3 separate regions of the Mus musculus genome follow, and regions 2 and 3 are each linked to region 1. A link is a contact called in public Hi-C data. All regions are on one chromosome and are shown on one strand. The core of a region is the stretch at or near the end of the contact, and the rest is flanking DNA. Distances in the headings are between cores, read along the strand shown. Region 1 has its middle 74 kb from the start of Gm33337. Region 2 has its middle 13 kb from the start of Gm33481. Region 3 overlaps Gm33439 (a long non-coding RNA gene).

What was found. A called contact is a pair of places that touch in the nucleus more often than the background predicts.
Region 2: a Hi-C map of rod photoreceptor shows a contact between it and region 1, with 2.4 times the contacts expected there. The contact joins two enhancer-like sites. A contact is called at or near these places in 2 of 484 Hi-C or Micro-C datasets (embryonic fibroblasts and rod photoreceptor), 2 of 115 datasets of contacts at active chromatin or transcription factors (bone marrow-derived macrophages and memory CD8 T cells) and 1 of 9 other capture datasets (embryonic stem cells).
Region 3: a Hi-C map of cerebral cortex shows a contact between it and region 1, with 2.3 times the contacts expected there. The contact joins two enhancer-like sites. A contact is called at or near these places in 1 of 484 Hi-C or Micro-C datasets (cerebral cortex), 1 of 115 datasets of contacts at active chromatin or transcription factors (memory CD8 T cells) and 1 of 9 other capture datasets (embryonic stem cells).

The regions. Positions count from the first base shown.
Region 1 is chr10:118,639,576-118,642,948 of GRCm38.p6, forward strand. No RefSeq gene overlaps it. Among named protein-coding and RNA genes, the nearest start is that of Gm33337, 74 kb to the right of the region's middle. Within about 2 kb of position 1,691, at least 42 of the 459 cell types and tissues checked have an H3K27ac peak or open chromatin away from gene starts, as enhancers often do. A contact at or near this core is called in cerebral cortex and rod photoreceptor, where this site is marked.
Region 2 is chr10:118,803,700-118,807,072 of GRCm38.p6, forward strand. No RefSeq gene overlaps it. Among named protein-coding and RNA genes, the nearest start is that of Gm33481, 13 kb to the left of the region's middle. Within about 2 kb of position 1,617, at least 94 of the 459 cell types and tissues checked have an H3K27ac peak or open chromatin away from gene starts, as enhancers often do. A contact at or near this core is called in rod photoreceptor, where this site is marked.
Region 3 is chr10:118,780,456-118,783,828 of GRCm38.p6, forward strand. All of the region lies in intron 1 of Gm33439 (a long non-coding RNA gene), which reads left to right. Among named protein-coding and RNA genes, the nearest start is that of Gm33481, 10 kb to the right of the region's middle. Within about 2 kb of position 1,671, at least 36 of the 459 cell types and tissues checked have an H3K27ac peak or open chromatin away from gene starts, as enhancers often do. A contact at or near this core is called in cerebral cortex, where this site is marked.

The sequences.
Region 1 (3,373 bases), core at 441-2,940:
ATAAATACGTAACCTATCTAAAGTAATTTCATTAGTGACAAAGTTAAGGCTAAAATTGAGTTTCTGGGTTCCCTGTCCTGGGCTCTAGATCTCTCTCTTTCTCCCTGTCCCGATCCCTGTCCCTCTCCTTTTCCCCCCTCCCCTTTCTCTCCCTTCTTAGTTTCTCCCTTTCTCCCTTTCCCCCTTTTCTTCCTCCTCTTCTTTCCCTCTCCCCTTCCCCCTTTCTTCCCCCTCCGGCTTCACCTTCATCTTTATCTCCACCTCTGTTTCCCTCTTCGTGCGTGTGTGTGTGTGTGTGTGTGTGTGTGTGTGTGTGTGTGTTTGCTTTTGAGTGATAGCCCAGTATGGCCTGCAACTTACTATGTAGCTCACGCTGATTTCAAACTCCCAGGGATCCTCCTGCCTCAGCCTTTTGAGTGCTAGGATTACAGACATAACAGGACCCTCTACTCTAAACCACGTTGCTTTTATGGCCAGGTATAATCCACCAACTGGAGAATAACAAAGAAAAAAATTGCTTTCCTTCTAGTCACCCTCCCCTCCCCCTCTGCAACCTTCAAATGTGGGAAAGCTGTTATCCTAGGCTATGCCAAAAAAGGGGTGGGGGAAGCCACCATACAAGTCTCTCAAGACAGGCAGCCAGCAGGCAGGGCCTTGCCTTGACTAATGAGATGGCATTTCACTTGGTACCTTGGCCCACGCCCTTGCTTTTTCCAGAATGCGCGTCTGCTGAGAGCACCTGCTTGGAGCCCTTCCTCCATCAGCCACTGCACACAGTTCTAAATAAGTCAACCTTGGGTCGCCAAGAAGCCATCACAGCTTCTTGCCTACTAAGACAAAAAGCAACAGCTGGGTGACAAAAATATAACCCCTGTCACTTTTCCAAACAGCATAAGACCTGGCCAGAAGGGACCCTGAGTGAGATCTGGGGCATGCTGTCATTCACAGCTGCTGCCTGGGGTGACATTTTTCCTCCCTGGTGTTTTGAGTGGCAGAGGTTGGGATCATTTTCCGATGTTGCTTTTCTTCCTGGGGACTTCTTTGTTCACGTGCCACTGGGCATTCACCCCCTCTGGTCTGAAGTGTTTACATATAGCACGGGTGTGAAGTTCACTTTGGGGACAAATCCTGAAGCCACTTATTTATTTCTGCTAGAGGGGGAGCTGAGGTTTCTCCCACAGAAAAGCAAAACCAAGAACCAAGCTTCTGAGTTGCATCTGTTTTCTTTTCTGGAAACCACCCGCTTGCCCAATTTGGTTGCTGCCTCTTTTTTTTTTTTTCCAAGTGGGTCTATACAAAAGTCTGAATTACTCTCGCAGAGAAATAGCGTTAGCCAAGAAGCCACTCCGATTTGAATTTCTTTTCCTGGCATTCTCTCTCTCCCGCCACTTCCGATTTGATTTCCCACTTACACAAAATAATTATGGGGCAAAATGGATTATGAATTTCCTTAACAAGAGGCAGAATTGAATCGTTAGTAGAAAAAGAGAAAAAACCATCTGACGGCTGTCCACGTTCATTTTGATACTGTGAATCAGATGAACAGAAGCAGGCGTGTGTGTCTTTTAAGTAAACAGCCTGTGTTCAGAAGGGACCTTGGTGCTGGGGATGAAATAAAGGCTCGGGCTGGATGAGCTTCATAATCAGCCCAGCCTCTGCTGCCATCTGTCAGGGCTGGGCTCCTCTCCCTCCGGGCTGCAGCTCCTGGGGCCCAGCTGACAGAAGGGCATCATTATCTGGCTTGTGGGCTAGGTCATACCACCCAGACAGGTCACCTTGTGTCTTTGGGGTGTTTTGTCCCCCTCCCAAATTGAATCTTGAGACTAGGTAATTGAATTTTCATGCTAAGATTAAATGGTGATAGCATGCAATGTGTCCACTCCCTTCTGGTGGCCAAGTAGGCTTGTTAAAGTAGCAGGGATAGGATCCAGGTAGCTCTTCCTTCAGTCTTCAGGGGATCAGAAGCAGGGAACCCTGCCTGGGCACAGACCACAGAAATGCAAAGGTCTCAGAGATGTTCCCTGCCTTTACAGAGCCTGGGCACACATAGCAGACTGGAGCCCCTGAGCTTTGTGAAGCAGTGCAGTGGAAAAGGTACTAGCTGAGAATCAAATCAGATCCTCAGAGAAAGATGACACGATGCATGCGCGCACACACACACACACACACACACACACACACACACATACACACACATACACACATAGGCATACACACATATACACACATACACACACATGCACACACACACACATATACACACATATGCATACATGCATATACACACACATACACACATATACATGCATACACATACACACGTAATACACACACACATACATACACACACATATACACATATACACACACAGATACAGACACATACACACAAATACACACATATACACACATATATGTACATACACATACACACATGCACAGACATATACATACATACACACATACATATATACACACACATATACATACACACATACACACACATACTCATATATACACACATACACACACAGACAGACACACACATACACATACAGACACATACACACACATGCACATACACACACACACGTGCACATACACACACACACGTGCACATACACACACACAGACACACACAAACGTGTGCACAGTGAGTGATAGAGAGCCTTTACAGAGCTTGCATTCAAAGCAGAGGTGGATCTTGGGAGCTTTGTGATTGCAGTGCCGTGGAATATTCTTAGTGGAATCACAAGGAGAGAGTCCACATTCTGGAGAGCAGTGACATTACACATGCTCAAAGAAGGGACAAACTATGAGTATCTCTTTGGCACCCTGCACTGTCCTAGCTACCCCCTGCACTGCACACACACACACCCCGCCCCCTGCCCTGCACCTTGTCACAACTCTGAAAATCAATTCTGTGTGTCAGTACCTTGTTCAGTTACTTCCAGCCTTCTTTCATGGCACCCTACAGAACTTTCTACTGCACTGTAATCCATATTGCAGCTCACATGTTTTCTCCTTTCTCTGGGGATAGTTTCCAATCCTCACACCCACTGAGACAAGTCCCAAGCCCTGGTGGAAATGAGAGATGTGTCCCTAGCCCTGGTGGAAATGAGAGCTGTGTCCCCAGCCCTGGTGGAAATGAGAGATGTCCCCAGTTCTGATGGAAATGAGAATGTCCCCAGCCCTGGTGGAAATGAGAGATGTGTCCCCAGTCCTGGTGGAAATGAGAGATGTCCCCAGTTCTGATGGAAATGAGAATGTCCCCAGTTCTGATGGAAATGAGAACGTCCCCAGCCCTGGTAGTAATGAGAGATGTCCCCAGCCGATGAAAATAATAACAGCAATCCAGCAGCCACACAGCTGT
Region 2 (3,373 bases), core at 367-2,866, 160 kb after region 1:
AACCAAGCACTAGCCCTGCTTTCGGTTTCAAAGGAGTTTATTAAGTATACATCAAGCCGGAGTAAAAAAGAGCAAGAACAAGAGACGGAAAAACAAACGGTAGAGCATCGGATCAGACACAGCAACCAGCAGAAACTGATTAGGGAGGCCCTGGGGGACCCCAGCACAGCTGGAGCGTGTGGACTGAGGGTCCCACGCCAAACTCCTGAGCAAAGCTTCCAAGTAAAAGGACAAATATCATCGGCCGAGGGCCCACGAAGATCCTCAGAAACACACTCAGGAAGGTTGGGTCAATCAACTGACATTCCGGATCAAGCTTTCTGTCTATGGCGGAGCCTCTGAGGCAGAGGTACCTCTTGCCCACTGCAAACAGTTGCATATCACGTGATACGTGATAAAGTCCGGTGGTTGCTCTCAAGAGCGGGTTTTACGGTTGTGCTGGTTTGCTGTTCTTTTCTTCTTGTCACAGAGTTGGGAGGCCATTCCATCCCCAGACAAGGGGCCTGGAAGGACAATCTGAGACAAACATGATGAGGGTGAGGTGTTGCGAGTCGGGGGAGGTTCCTATTTCCAGACGCAGCTTCTCAATGAGCTCAAAGAAAGCGCGACAATTTACCAATCTTTGCGTCTGAATCAACTTCTCGCCCCAGCAGTGTGGCAGAATCCGGACCCAGCTGTCCAGTCTCCTCCATACTATACTCCATAAATAGCAAAAGCCTCCCCAGTTTCACTTTGCACACGTTAGCATGATCCCTCCTTGAACCTTCTTGTTAACGTGACTGTCATCTCTTCTGTGGATTCCCTCTGTTGTCACCCTAAGAGAAATTGCTTTCACACCAAAGGCAGGTTAAAGCAAATGCTGGCTTTGTTAGAAATGGGGGTAAAGGGAGCCCCACACACCCCCATCCTCTACAAGGCATTTCCAAGACAGTGCACACCAGGGTCTAGTCTCCACAGGGTGTGTCTTTAGACAGGTCTGGGTGGGGAGTGTGGCCTGCTGTTCTTTTACAAGGGTCAAAGTCTGCCTTGTGGCATTGTGTACAGAAAGGAGGAAGTTTGCACAAAGTGGCCCAGCTGATTCCGCGGAGTCCTTTCCCCCCTCCCCTCTGAGTCACCGGGGAGTCCTGCAAGGTTTTCACAGTTTCCAGCTGAGCAAGCCGAAGAGTCACAAGGCAGATGCTGGAGTGGCCAGTGGAAAATGTGTGAACTTGGGCTGCAAACCACCTGAGGTCTAAAGCACACTCACAAAACGAAAACATGATACTCACTTCTCCTGGTCATTTGTGGGGGACGAGGAGTGGAGGGGGGTGCTGCAGACGCAATGTGCATTGTCTGTCTGCCATAAGCACTTGCTCTGACTCCTCTCCGTCCATAGTCTTGATTGAAGGGAACCCTTTGAGCTTTGCCCTTGGAATAGAAGCCAGCCCCCTTAAGTCCCGTGCACCTCCCATCTCTGTCTCCCCTACCCCCTCCCACACACCCCACTTCTAAATCAGCTCCTTGTCCTACCCAGCCACGCTCAGGGTTCTCTTCTTTCCCGTGGCCCCTCATCCTCAGATCATCGCTGCGTCTACTTGCCCATGACTTAGCCCATGCTCCTCCAGGGAGCTTTGCAGTCCAGCCTGATGCCCTAATTCATGCGGGATTTGCTCTAAGCTTCATTTGGAACTGAGTTGACCTAACACAGTGGCGTTTGCGCTAACAGGGATGAAAGTTAGGAACCTACCTCACAGGCTCGCATGTCTGCCGTCTGCCTGTGTTTCCTTTCTTATTGCTGTGGCAAAGGACCTGACAGAATTAAGGAATTCTCTGCTTTGTTGTTGCTGCTGTTGTTGTTGTTGTAGTTTGCAAGTGTGGTCCATTAGGGCAGAGAGGACAGAGCAGTAGAAGCACGAGGCCGAAGGAAACAGAAAGAATTTCTATTACTCAACTCGCTTTCCCCTTTCTCCTTCAATCCGGGATGCCAACCCAAGAAATTGTGCCTCCTGCAATTAGGGTCTTTCCCACCTCTGTCAGCAGAATATAGAAACTCGCTCACTAACATGGCCTAAGCGCTCTCCTAGGCAAGTCTAGTCCAGTCAAGTTGACAGTCACTATCAGCCATCCCAGCCCCCCAGTTCAGTTTCTAGTAAAGACACATTGACTGGACTTGAAAAGCAAGGTAAATCAAGTTTCTCACATCTGCTGATTGCTACCGAGAAACCGCTTCCTGTGAGGATTCAGGTAGAACTCTGGAATCTGCTGGTGTTGTGTAGCTGGCGGCTGGCTCTAAAACAGCACAGCGGATCCTTAGCTCCTGTATTCATATCCTGACATGAGCCTCCCTCCTAAGGGAGGAGTGGGGGTGTGAGGAACATTGTACAGTAGGCGTGAGTTGCTGTGGCCTCAGTCATTCTTTCCTTAGGACTATCTAGCCTGACTGGAGTCACTATCTATAACTTAAATACCCTCAAATGGCTGAGGAGCCCAGTCAAGAGCTTGACTGCAATTTCAAAGGCAGTCCTGAGCCGGAACAACTCTGCTAAGCTGCTCCCACATCTTTGATCCTCAGAAACCATCTAAAGACGAATGTCTTAAGTGGCGAATTTTCTGGAAACTTTCATGAAACAACAGAGTAATTAATATACCTTCTCTACTCCTCGTTGCTACTCACCATCTCTTCATGCAGGGATGCCCGTCACTCTCAGACATATGAATTCCTTCTGAGATAAACCAACCTTATTGTCATTGAAAACTAATTACACAGTCTTTATAATTAATTAAAGGCTGGATGTATAGCTCAGTGGTAAAGCATTTGTGTGAGGTCCCATGGGATAAACTGATTTTTCTTTTCTCTCCTAAAGATACACCAACAAAACCAGTCCTCTATCTTTCCTGAATAAGAGTATCATGTTTGGGGCCCGAGAGGTGGGTCAGTAGTTAAGAGCACTGATTGCTCTTCCAGAGGTCCTGAATTCCCAGCAACCACATGGTGGCTCACAACCATCTGTAATGGAATCTGATGCCCTTTTCTGATGTGTCTGAGACAGCTATAGTGTACTCATATAAATAAAATTAACAAATAAGTCTTTTTTTAAAAAGGAGCATCGGGTGTGATTATAATGAAAACAGAATATAAAATAGACCTGCGTTTGCCTATCTGGAAAGCCTAAAATTTTAGTAAGATACACTAAGATAAAACTGGATCAGGTTCTTTGAAGGTCACACAAACCATAATCAAGGTCAAATACCCTTAGCTCACACAAACCATAATCATGAAATAAGTCACCCTGTAGGGAAGATAACACCAAAGAGATGTTCTTTTGTGGTAGATTGATAAATCCTGTAGCTCCCCTCTCAGCATTGACTGACACATGCTGCAGTTCATACCGCT
Region 3 (3,373 bases), core at 421-2,920, 140 kb after region 1:
TACATATGAAACCATCCTCCCTCTAGAATAAGACTTCAATTCCCAGGTGTTGTCAACAGTGCCTCACCTGTGGTTGAGGACCATGGGAAGGGATGCTGTTGCTAAGCAACACGGGAGCGTTGCTACTCATGTGAGGAACTCTTGATGCCTCTGGGAGAACATCAAGAGTTAAATCTTTTACTCAAATCTACAAAATAAAAACTTCCAAATTTGATTTTCCTTTGATTCTCTAAAATCCAAGTTGTCCACAACACTGAGGAAAATGCTTAGAACTGATGTCAGAGATTTTCACTAGTGTTGTCCAGGTAACATGCAGAGTGTCACTTCTCAACGATCAGTGAATATTTCACAAATCCTTGCACATTCCTCGTTATTTAATCCACTCGGCAATTCCCCATTCTGCAGATGCATAAACTAAGGCTTAGGGTTAAGAAGTGTCTTTTTTGTCTTGAGCTGTTGTAAAATATTATGGCAAAAGCAGCTTATGGGACAAAAGTCTTATTGTGGCTTGTGGTCAGGCACGGATGGTCGTGGACAGGAAGTTGAGGCCATAGGAGCCTGAAGTACCTGGTCACACACATTTACAACCTGGAAACAGAGAGGACACGTGTGCTCAGCTCACTCTCCCCATCGGAGACAGTGTAGAGTCCCCTGCTTAAGGGAAGGCCCTGCCCACAATTATGATGCTTCTTCCTGCATCAACTAAGGTAATCGAGAACGTCTCCCACAAGCATAGCTAGAGGCCCATCTCCTCCACAACCCCATGTTCCGCCAATTTGACAGCTCACACCAACCATCACACAAGGCTTGTCCACCTCTACCTGCTAAAGCTGGACCAGATCTGGATGTATATTGGAGCCCAAATATGCCTAATTCCAGAGTCTATCCTTTAAGGCCACCTAGCTCCCCTAGTGTTGACATCAGAATACAACTGAGCTGTACATCTGCAACAGTCTTACTTAGTTGTCTATAGGAACAAAAAGATAGCAATAATTGAGAGAAACCGCTTATATCTTGAGACCCATTGTGTATAATTTTGGCAGTTTATTAAAATATGTAAGTATTACAAACATATTACATTTTACATGTGTATTTAACATACTTTTTTTTCCGTGTTACAGGTTCGGGTTTTTGTCAAATTTTAATGTTGCCCTTGGTGTCTGTCCTTGGGAAGGTTGCTTCCGGCATCCAGCCGCTTTCATTTTTCTTACGCGTGATGGTGGCAACAATGGAATTTATTCCACTAGCTGGTTATTGTGGCAATTAAAGGAGATAATTCTCTGAAGTGTGATAAAATTATAAATAATTTTACCAGCTGGTACCAGAGTTATACTAAGAGACGAAACTGTGTAGGAAGCTAATTTGCAGGCTGTTTGGGCTGGGTTTGGGAAGCAGGCATGGAACAAAGTGAGCTAACGATGGGAATGATAAACTTGTGCGCCGGGCACAAGGAGCAATATGCGCAGCCTGAGGGAAGCAGAGACAGGAAAAGAGGAAAAGGAATAGGAAGGGAGAGAAGAGAGCAGAGCTTGCAGCAAATAGGTGTCCACAGAAGAAATTCCAGGAGAGTGGAGACCAGAGAATTTCAGCCCAGCCACGGGCGTCTGTCATCCACCCACTCTTGGCTCTTCTGTCTTTCTGTGGCACGCAGCCTCTGCACTGCTCCAGAAAAATATGTTACAGCATCAGTGAGTGGCTGTTAGAGGAAGAACAAAGGAAGGGGCGGGCCGTCTCCAGATCTGTGTTGGTATAAATCAGAGGGCAGCAGCGCAGCAGCCACGGGTGAAGGAGTGAGATAAATACATAAGTGTCCCATAACACACAGAACTCTGAGGAGGACCTTATCCATCTCAATCACATCTTAAAGATTATCTTGATTACGTACTTATCCATTCAATCAACATTAATTGAGTGTTTACTACGTCCCAGGATAGCTTACATCAGTGAGCTTAAGTCAATCTTTCTGTTCCTGAACTGTACTTTTTGGTTTGGCAATATAGCAAGGGCAGAGGAAGGACAGACAAGAAGTGAGGAGAGAATGAGCAATATAGCTACGGGTAGCAGAGTGTGCAGCATGAGTCTTTCAGTGTTGCCGACATGGGTGGACGTGAGGCGCTAACTTAGGAGGCCAGACAGGGCTTTGCTCCGAAGCTCTCTTGATCCAAAGACAGTAAGAAGAAGGCAGGTGCTATTTGATGGAGAGTATAGCATCAGTCAGCACCCTGACAGGCAGACAGACGCAGAGGTGGGAGACAGCATAAATAAACAAGATGGGACTCTTTCCCTTTGCCTTCAGCCGGGACAAGGACCTAGCAGATGTCCATCTCGCCACCTGAGGGCTTTCCAACTGACCTGCCAGGACCGTGGCTGTGAGCCAATCTGCCCACTTTTCTTTGTCTAACCTGACCAATCAGAAATGATGGGAGGAGGCTGCATCCTAGTCCACTTGAAACCCCTAGCTCACCCGGGTGGGGTGGGGTGGGGTGGGGGTAGGGGAATGAATTTCGGCTTCTGGGTCCTCTAGTTTTGTGTATGTGTGTGTGTAGTGGTGTTGTGGTGTGTGTGTGTTCATTTTTAGTTGCTGAGAAAATGAACCAACCGTATCAAGACCACTAGACAGGTAACACAGATAATTTGTTGATATTGGGTGATTTATTCCAACAGAGAGACAGCAGGACTGAGTATGAGCAGGAAACCAGATGACAGAGGGCTAGGGAGAAAGAGGTTCCCTTGGGGCTTTGGGACAATCTAATACCAGGAAGTAGCTGGCCTGAAAAAATGGTGAGTTTCTCCTCTAATCCTAGGCACTTAGGGGTCAGGAAGCAAGGTGACCGCAGAGCTGTGCCTTTCTGAGGCCATCAGGACCCATCTCTCCCAGGCTTCTGTCCTGGCTTCGGCTGCTTGGCCTGTAATCTCTGTGGTTGTTTTGTTTGTAGTCATATTTGCAGGCTTATCCCTCCAACCATCTTCTATCCTCACATGACCTTCTCGGTCTCATTACAAGAGCTTCCCTGGGGAATGTCAGTCCTGCCCAAATTTTCTCCGTAATAGGGATAGCAGTGAGATTGAATTGAATTAGGACCCATCCCAATGGTTTCCTTTATATTTGATTCTCTCTCTAAAGACTATTTCCAGCTATTACCACTTTCTGATGAACGCTCTGCGGTCCTGAAACTCACCGTGTAGACCAGGCTAGCCCCAAACTCTGCCTGCCTCCACCTCCCTAGTGCTAACATTAAATGCATGTGTCACCACACTTGGCCTCTAAATTCCAAGTCTTTATGAAACTCACAAACTCCATAGCCCAGAACCTGCAGTAGTCTTTACTTTCATCTCCCACCAGCCCCTCCTGACCCACTTACTCCATCCACCT